Linked DNA regions of Capra hircus: region 2 is linked to region 1. Evidence: chromatin contacts called from public Hi-C data. All regions are on one chromosome and are shown on one strand. Each heading gives the region's core, a stretch centred on a gene start, on an enhancer-like site or on the middle of the called end of the contact. The rest is flanking DNA. Distances are from core to core; before and after follow the strand shown. Region 1 holds the start of CCDC33 (coiled-coil domain-containing protein 33). Region 2 holds the start of ISLR2 (immunoglobulin superfamily containing leucine-rich repeat protein 2).

Evidence for each region. Hi-C and Micro-C count contacts between places; a contact is called where the count stands out from the background.
Region 2: a contact with region 1 is called in a Hi-C map of liver, with 2.2 times the contacts expected there. The contact joins the promoter of ISLR2 here to the promoter of CCDC33 in region 1. A contact is called at or near these places in 2 of 5 Hi-C or Micro-C datasets (blood and liver).

The regions. Positions count from the first base shown.
Region 1 is chr21:33,810,946-33,814,923 of ARS1.2, forward strand. It overlaps CCDC33 (coiled-coil domain-containing protein 33), which reads right to left and starts at 2,670. Exons shown (of 9, transcript XM_018066619.1): 1 at 1,963-2,670. The coding sequence starts at 2,031.
Region 2 is chr21:34,009,394-34,013,424 of ARS1.2, forward strand. ISLR2 (immunoglobulin superfamily containing leucine-rich repeat protein 2) reads right to left here and starts at 1,681. Exons shown (of 4, transcript XM_018066168.1): 1 at 1,624-1,681; 2 at 996-1,184.

The DNA.
Region 1 (3,978 bases), core at 1,420-3,919:
AAGCCTTCAGATAGTTAGGTACATTTTCAGGAGAAAATTGTATGAATCCAGAATCTTGCATCTTCCCCTACTTAGAAAAGCACTAAACCCACGAACTGAGATATCTGTTCCTCGTAACTAAGAGCAGCCTTCTACCGAGATGAGGGCTTGGTGGCATGGACCCCTTTCTCCACAGTCACATATGTGCTTGCTGACCTCCCCCACTACCTCTCTGAAGGAGCTCCATCAGAGCTACAAGAGAGGCTGTCTCCTGAGCTACCGTCCTAAGACCCTACATAAAACTGAACTCACAGATCTCAGCTTGTGCAATTTTTTTCCAGTTGGTGCCTCCACCCGACACCTCCACACCTCAGATGTCAGCTGAGCCTCCCAAACACAAGCAAATCTGTGCAAATTGCAGTTCAAAACAGGTTCCCTGAGGGGGAGGCAGTTGCCTCTTTGTTCAGCCCAAGGTTACAGCAATGAAACGGAAGGAGTGAAATTTCCTTTCCTTCTGTTCTTTCTTTTCCTTCCAGTGGCAGCAGAGACGGCGCCTGGAAAGCTTTTGCGTTCAGCACAGTGAAGCTTGGAGGGGTGATGGCAAGGCCTTGGTTGCTGACCCCAAGCTCTGCCTAGGTGGCCCCTGCCGAGTCAGCCGGCTAATTGAGCAGGGCCTGGACAATGGAGGGGGGTGGGGCTGGCTTGGGGAAGGGGCTTCCTGAAGGATGCTCTCTCCCATTCCCATTTCCCTTCCCAGGCCTCCCTGTGGACCTTCAGGGTTCCGCTCTGGACCCTCCTCCTCCAGGAAGATCTCCTGGGCTACCTCCATTATACCTCCTCAGGTATGGAGATCAGAGACCTGCCTCTCCTAGACTCAGCTTGAGGGTGGTCATTGATCTCAGCCCAGGGAAGTTGAGGAACAGGCACTCATGGCATTGATGAGCAGACAAATCCCTGCCCTGGCTTTACAGGCTCTGCTTACTCTCCAATAAGGACCCCTTCCCCTGTGCTCATGTCCTGCCAGCCTCCTCCCTGGTTAGAGCTTTGCTGTCCCTGAGTGCTCCATGTGGGGTGTGAGGAGAGCCCTGGTTGGAGGCCACAATCTTGGGTTTTAATCTAGCCTCTGCTCAAATCAGCTGTGTGACCCTAAGCAAGGCCCTGACCTACTCCAGGTCTCCTGATCTGTGGGCTGGAGATATGCTCCCTCATGGGCCTGCTCTGGGTTCTTGCCATGAAGAAAGAACAAAGGCTTTGGCTCCTGGAGTCTGAAGGAGAAAGGTGTCCCTATCCCAGGCAAGGCAGGCCCCTTGGCCTAAGGCTGATTCCCCTCCTTTTGGATGACCCCACCTGCCTCTGATGCTGGGTAAGATGGAAGGCAAAAGGAGAAGGGGACAGCAGAGGACGAGAAGGTTGGATGGCATCACTGACTCAATGGGCATGAATTTGAGCAAATTCCAGGAGATAGTGAAGGACAGGGGAGCCTGGTGTGCTGCAGTCCATAGGGTTGCAAAGAGTCTGACATGACTTAATGACTGAATAATCTGCTTTGTTCTTCACCCTCACTGGCCCTTATGAGCTCTGGCCCTATCAACAAGACCTCCTGGCCTGACTGCCCCAGGCTAGCCCAGCCCCAGCCACTTTCTAGGATATAGGGCTGGACCTCCAAGAGACCAGAGACATGCCCTGAGTTAGCAGGATGCAGTGGTCACTTTAAGGGGTGTTTCCAGAAGTCCTTCTCTCTTCCCTTTCTGGGTTCCCAGGTGTGGGCTCAGGTAGCCTGGGCTGGGCCTGGGAGCCCCACAGAGGTTCCAGTGACCACAGGCATCCAGTGGCCAGTGGCTGTGGGGGCCTGATCTTCTAGTCCTCTCTCTACCTTGCTCTGGGAATACCTTTATTGGTTGCTAGGCAACACACCCCAACACACCTGGCTGCTAGGTAAGCCAACCCATCCTCCCAGAACCAGCGGTATGGGGGCAGACTTACAGAGTGGCTGTCCAGGAGGCCTGGGGCAGCCTGGGGGGCTGGAGGGGATGGAGACTCTGGTTCCCCCATCTTTCCTGCTCGCAGTTCCGTTCCCCAGGATGGGCCCCCAGGGACCGTTGCTACAACAAGTGCCTGCCTGGTGACTAAGCCCTGCCCTGCGCTGGAAGCAGGCAGGCCCAGGGGACCACTCCCGCTTTGTTCCAGGGTAAGGGCATCTGGGTGGGGTGGCTGGAATCAGGCTAGGCTTATTCCTTAGCCAGGGAACTGCAAGGAGATGGCAGGACCTGGAAGGGCTGTGGGGCCAGGAGACCAGGAAACGGGCAAGACCCTGAAGGGCTCCAACCTTCTGTCTCCCCAACCCCAGTCTCAGCATCCCCCCGCGACCTGCCCTCTATGTAGGCCTCAGTCTCCTGTTAGTCTCGCCATCCATTCCCACTGTCTCTGCCTTTTGGTTACCCCGTAGCCTAGTCTCCCCTGTCCTCTTCCCTTTAGCCTCCTCCTATTTCTAGCCCTCAGTCTCCCTTCTCTCTGGCCCTTGAACCCTCAGCAGTCCTCCTGCAGTGGTCCAGGCCGGGCTTACTTTTCTCCTGCAGCTGCATAGTGAGGCCTAGCGCCCCAAGCCTGCCCCCCGGGCCTTCCCATCTCCGCTGTCCTGATAGTCTGGACAAATTCCTTTCCTGTTAGTTCAGTGGAGACAGCATGGGTGGATGTCTTTAAAAGGAACTCCCTGGGAAGCAAATGGAAAACAAACCCAAACAAGGCAGCCCACCACCTAGAAACGGCCTTGGTCTCTAAGGCAAAGCCATCTGCTACAACTGCCCTTGGCCTGGGACTGCCGAGACACCCTCCTAGGGCTTGGCGTTTTCTGTCTGGCTTTGCCCCAACTGAGCTGGGTCCAGCCTGTCTATCTCAGGCAAGCTTGGTCCCAAAGCCTCCTCTGATGGCCCCACCCCTCCATCTGCCCCTAGCAAGATGTCTACATGAAGCTGGGACTCCATATATATTTGCTCATCTATTTAATAAATGCATGGAGGAACGATGGGGGTTTCTGGGGTTTCAGTGGTGGTTCAAGAAGACAGTCCAAGACAGACAGCTTGACCTGTTTCCAAAGCTCCAGCCTGTCTAAGGCACCCCCACCCCCGACTGCTGGGTGCTAGCCCAGGGTTCTGTGTGGGTGGGGGCCCCTGTCAGTATTGTAGGTGGGCTCTTACTCCTTTCCTTGGCAGGCCTCATTTCTCATTGAATTTACTCTGAGACCCTGTAGAATTCACTCATTCCTCATGGGGTTTCTTCCTCTCTATCATATGAATATGATATCATAAAGGCAGGAGTATGGAGCAGAATAAGCCCCACACAGCTCTGGGGCTCATACCTGAGCTGGCTGGAAGCTGTGGGAAGGCAGTGGGCTTTGTGTTTGCTCAGCACTGTGTTCGAGTCCCACCCTGGGCCTCAGTTTCCTCCTCTGTGAGGTGGAGAGTGTGATCACACCCACCTCCCAGAGCTGCTGGGAGGCAGGGATACTGAGGCTGGGGCAAGGGGGTGGGTAGAGCTCTAATCAGAGTGCCTGGCACGTGAGCAGCTCTGGAAATGTTATCATCTCCTCTGTGGGACCCCTGGGGGTTCTAACCCTTCTCTAAGGAAATGAGGCTTGTGAAGGATTTGGCCACCCTTTCTGGGCAGCGCCAGCCTCTCAGATGGCATCCCAGATATGGGCCTAGACCTTCCTGGTCCTGCCCCTCAGCCTCCCCACAGGGGAAACAGGCTGCTGCCTTCTGGTGTATCTCCCATCTCCACCCACCTCCATCCCAAGATCCCGGGGAAGAAGCCTGGGATATAGGCAAAGCCAGAGTAACATCCTCTCCCAGCCCGGCCTTCAGCCGCCCGCCCCCTCAATGAGAGGGGCCCTGGGCTCGCACGCCTGCCGCGCTGCCTATCGATTGAATCTGCTCCCATCCTCGGGCGTGCCATGAATTTTTCATCAAAGGCCTGTAGACTTTGGGAAACGCACAATTAGAA
Region 2 (4,031 bases), core at 431-2,930, 200 kb after region 1:
AGCAGGGACTCTCCTGGTGGTCCAGTGGTTAAGAATCTGCCTTCCAATGCAAGGGACGCAGGTTCAATTCCTGGTCTGGGAACCAAGATTCCATGTGCCAAGGAGCAACTAAGCCCATGCACCACAACTACTGAACCCATGAGCTCTGGAAAGAAGCCTGCACCACAACCTAGAGCCCACCTCCACCTGCTGCAGAGACCCAACACTGTGCCCCCCACCAAATAAGAGCACACAGAAGCAGAGAGATGGCAAGCAGAGACAGGTTTGCTACATCGTTCATTCCACAAATATTAATTGAGTCTCCCCACCTCTGGTAGCTCAGCTGGTAAAGAATCTGCCTGCAATGCCGGAGACCGGGGTTCAGTCCCTGGGTTGGGAGGATCCCCTGGAGAAGGGCATGGCAACCCACTCCAGTATTCTTCAACCCACTTCAGTATTCTTGTCTGGAGAATCCCTTTGGACAGAGATGCTTGGTGAGCTACAGTTCATGGGGTGGGGTGGGGTGGGGGGTGTCACAAAGAGCCAGACACAACTGAGCAACTATGCAGAGGCCCCCACCCTGCCACCAGGTGACTTGCTTGGCCTGGGCGAGCTGTGAACCAGGCAGACGCTGTCTCTGCCCTAAGAGAGCTTATGGGCAGGTACCTCCCAGCATGATCAGATCTCCTGTGTGTATGAGCCAGCTTCCGGAAGGCAAGCATCCCTTGGACAGGCTCCAACAGGTCACCTGGGCCAAAGTCAGAAGGACTCTCTGAAGCCTGCACCTGCCTGAGATGAAGGAGAGATAGGGAGCTGTCTGGATTTGCAGAGCATCAGAGCTCAGGCCCTGGAGGTCCTCTCTCCCTACCTCTCCACTTTACAGAAGAGAAGACAGGCCCAGATGGAGGTCACAGAGCAGGCAGGGCTGGGAGATGCCCCCGGCAGGCAGCTTCTCTGAGATGCCCTCCCAGGGCAGTCTGGTCAAGGGCAGGCTGAGCTCAGTGGCCATCACTGACCTTGCTGGTTAGGAAGTCCTCGAGACTCTCAGTAGGTGTGGCCTCTCCAACGGCAGAGGGCAGGTGTTTCTGGAGCGGGACAGGTGCTCCAACTTCTTTCTTATATTAGTCCCTTGTCGTTCTCCTCTGGGCCCCGTGGTCATCAGCAGCAGAGCCATGCCCATGTCTGAGCCAGACTGAGGTTGTGCTCTGGATTGGAATAGCCCTGATTACAGCCCTCATCCCGGCAGCGGGCTGGGCCAGAGGTTTGGAGAAAGGAGAGCTCTCCTCAGTGGGTCTTGGCCTGATGCAGAGGGGCCTCCAATCTGTAGCCAGGCAAGTCCAGTTCTAATGGCCACCCCTTGGTGACCACCAGGTAGAGCTCAGCATAAGGGGATCCAGAACAGGAGATCGGGGGTGGGGGGCTGTACCTGCTTTTCCACCGACTTCCTCTGAGCCTTTTGGAAAAGCTTCTCTCTGTTCTTGGATTCAGTTTCCCCTCCTGAGCCTTGGGGCTAACCATCCCTCCCCACCCACCGGCCCCAGCTGGAACAGTGGCTAGGATCCATCACATTCTTTTTTGTCAGGCCTGTCCCTACCAAATTCATCCCCAGAAGGGACAGCCCCTTCCCTGCCCTCCAGCCCCTACCCCACAGTTCTCTGCGATGCCTTCTCTGAAGTTCCCCAAATAGGGTTTCCTGCTGCCAGCAAAACCAGGGTGGACAGGCTGGGAAGCGTGAACCGATACAGCGATGCCTCAGCCTGTCTCCGGAGCCCTTATCTCCAGACCCAGCTGGGAACTTGATGTATTTATTAGCTTCTCCCAGGACCTCCTCTGTCCAACCCACATTTTTGTTGGTACTACGTGAAAGTGACCTTCCTGCAGAGGGCTGTGTCTGGTAGCCAGGTAGGGGCCGGGGTCAGGGGGAAGCTGTAGTAAATCCATCCAGCCTGCAGCCTGCAGGGTGACCCCATCGGGGTAGAGGAGAAGGTGGAGGAGGCTTGAAGAGATTCGGACAGAGGTACTAGTCAAAGGAGCTGGGGACAGAGTTGCCCAAATCCTAATGAACTGGAACCAGAAGAGAGAGGAGGGGGAGAGAGGGAGGTTAAGGGGAGGGGGAGGGGAGGGCAAGAGAGAGGAGTATTATAGACCAGTCGCTTTCTGGGAGTCAACCCAGTGCCTTATCCTCTGTGGCACTGGATGTATAGTTATTTTTTACTGAGTATTGCTGCGTCTGACAGAGAAGGCAATGGCACCCCACTCCAGTACTCTTGCTTGGAAAATCCCGTGGACGGAGGAGCCTGGTGGGCTGCAGTCCATGGGGTCACTAAGAGTCGGACACGACTGAGCGACTTCACTTTCACTTTCATGCATTAGAGAAGGAAATGGCAACCCACTCCAGTGTTCTTGCCTGGAGAATCCCAAGGACGGGGGAGCCGGGTGGGCTATAGTCCATGGGATTACAAGAGTCGGACATGACTGAGTGACTAACACTTTCACTTTTCAATTCACAAAGTTAATGCTCTATGTATTTCATCTGATCCCCACAATTTTCTAAGTATGTATTATCACCTCCAATTTGCATCTGAGACCTCAGAGGCTAAGTTGTTTGTTCAAGGTCACTCAGCAGAGCTGGTGTTTGAACCAGGTCTCTCCAAAGCCCACATCCTAACTACTACTCATCATCTCCCGCACAACCCCCTCAAGCAGACTTGACCAGGGCACCACCACCGTGGGCCCAGGGCCACCCACCCCCTGCCTTCTCCTTGGTTGGTCTGCTTTACCCTACAATCAGTCCACTGTGGTGTCGGCCAGGCCTGCATGGCTGGAGAACTCCAGGAGAAAGTCAGCCCTCAGATAAACCCTACCCCCAGGCCCTCTACATTTTGTCTGCACAAAGAATGCAATTTTAGACAATCAGACACGAGACACTGGATTTTGCAATATTTCCGGTCACGATTGTTTGGCTGGATAGCTTCGTGGAAATTTTCTGTGGTTTGCTAGCTAGCTTTTGTAATCTGCTTAGCTATCAACTTTGGGATATTTATAATATTTATCAATTGACTTCAGCATAGTCCAGGCAGCTGGTCTTGAAAGAATTCTTCGGGGCTGAGTATAAGGAAGTTCCTTGAGCCAAGAATGAAGGAATTTTTTCCCTCTGTTGGCAGCAAATGCATTCTGTAGGAGTGGGTAGAGATTTTCAAACTTTGGGTTTTGTTTTTTGAGAGGGGGAGTCAGTTGAAATTCTAGATCTATTTCTGCTTTATTCAGGTCCAAAAGCTTTGGAGCTGACACCTGGATTCCAAGACGAAATAAATAATGTTGCGGCCCCATCCCTCCTAGCCCCAGGCTCAGCCTGGATCTGGGCCTGAGTCCAGGACTAAGGCCACCCCAGGGAAACGTATCCTCAGAGACCTCTGCCCGCATTCCCTCCCATCTCCCTGCAGCCTAGACTCACCTCATCCCCACTGTGAACCAAGCCACGTGGAGGGGCTGACACCAATCATGACTTCTTGACTTGCATTATAACTAGAGATAGGGCCTTACCCTAAATCATGCGTTCTCAACAGGGGCCATATGGCCCCAGAGAGGATGAAAATTGGTTCAAGGTAGAGCGGGCACTAACACTTTAGATATTCCAATGGTTTCTGACCTTCCAAAGGACCACAGAACATACACAGATATATAGGACATCTGTGTAAGGAAGAAGTAAAATGATCTCTATTTGCAGATGACATAATATTGTATATAGAAAATCCTAAGGAAGCAAGTATTAAAATTTCATGGGAGAGAGTCTCAACTAGGAAAAAACACTGTCTAAGAAGGCTCCTTGGGGGTGGGGGGTGTCAGGCAATAATGGGGAAAGAAATTGGAGAAGCAGGGTCCTTAAAGACAAAAATAGAATTAGGATAAGTTCAAATTCTGGGACCCTGGGACCAGAAGGTTTTGGTGTGAGTTTTCTGGGCCTTTTGCATCATGTGAGATCAAACAGCCCAGGAGGGCACCGGAAGGAGAGGGTGGAAACCCCCACAAATGCCTGGCAAGGCACCTGGCAG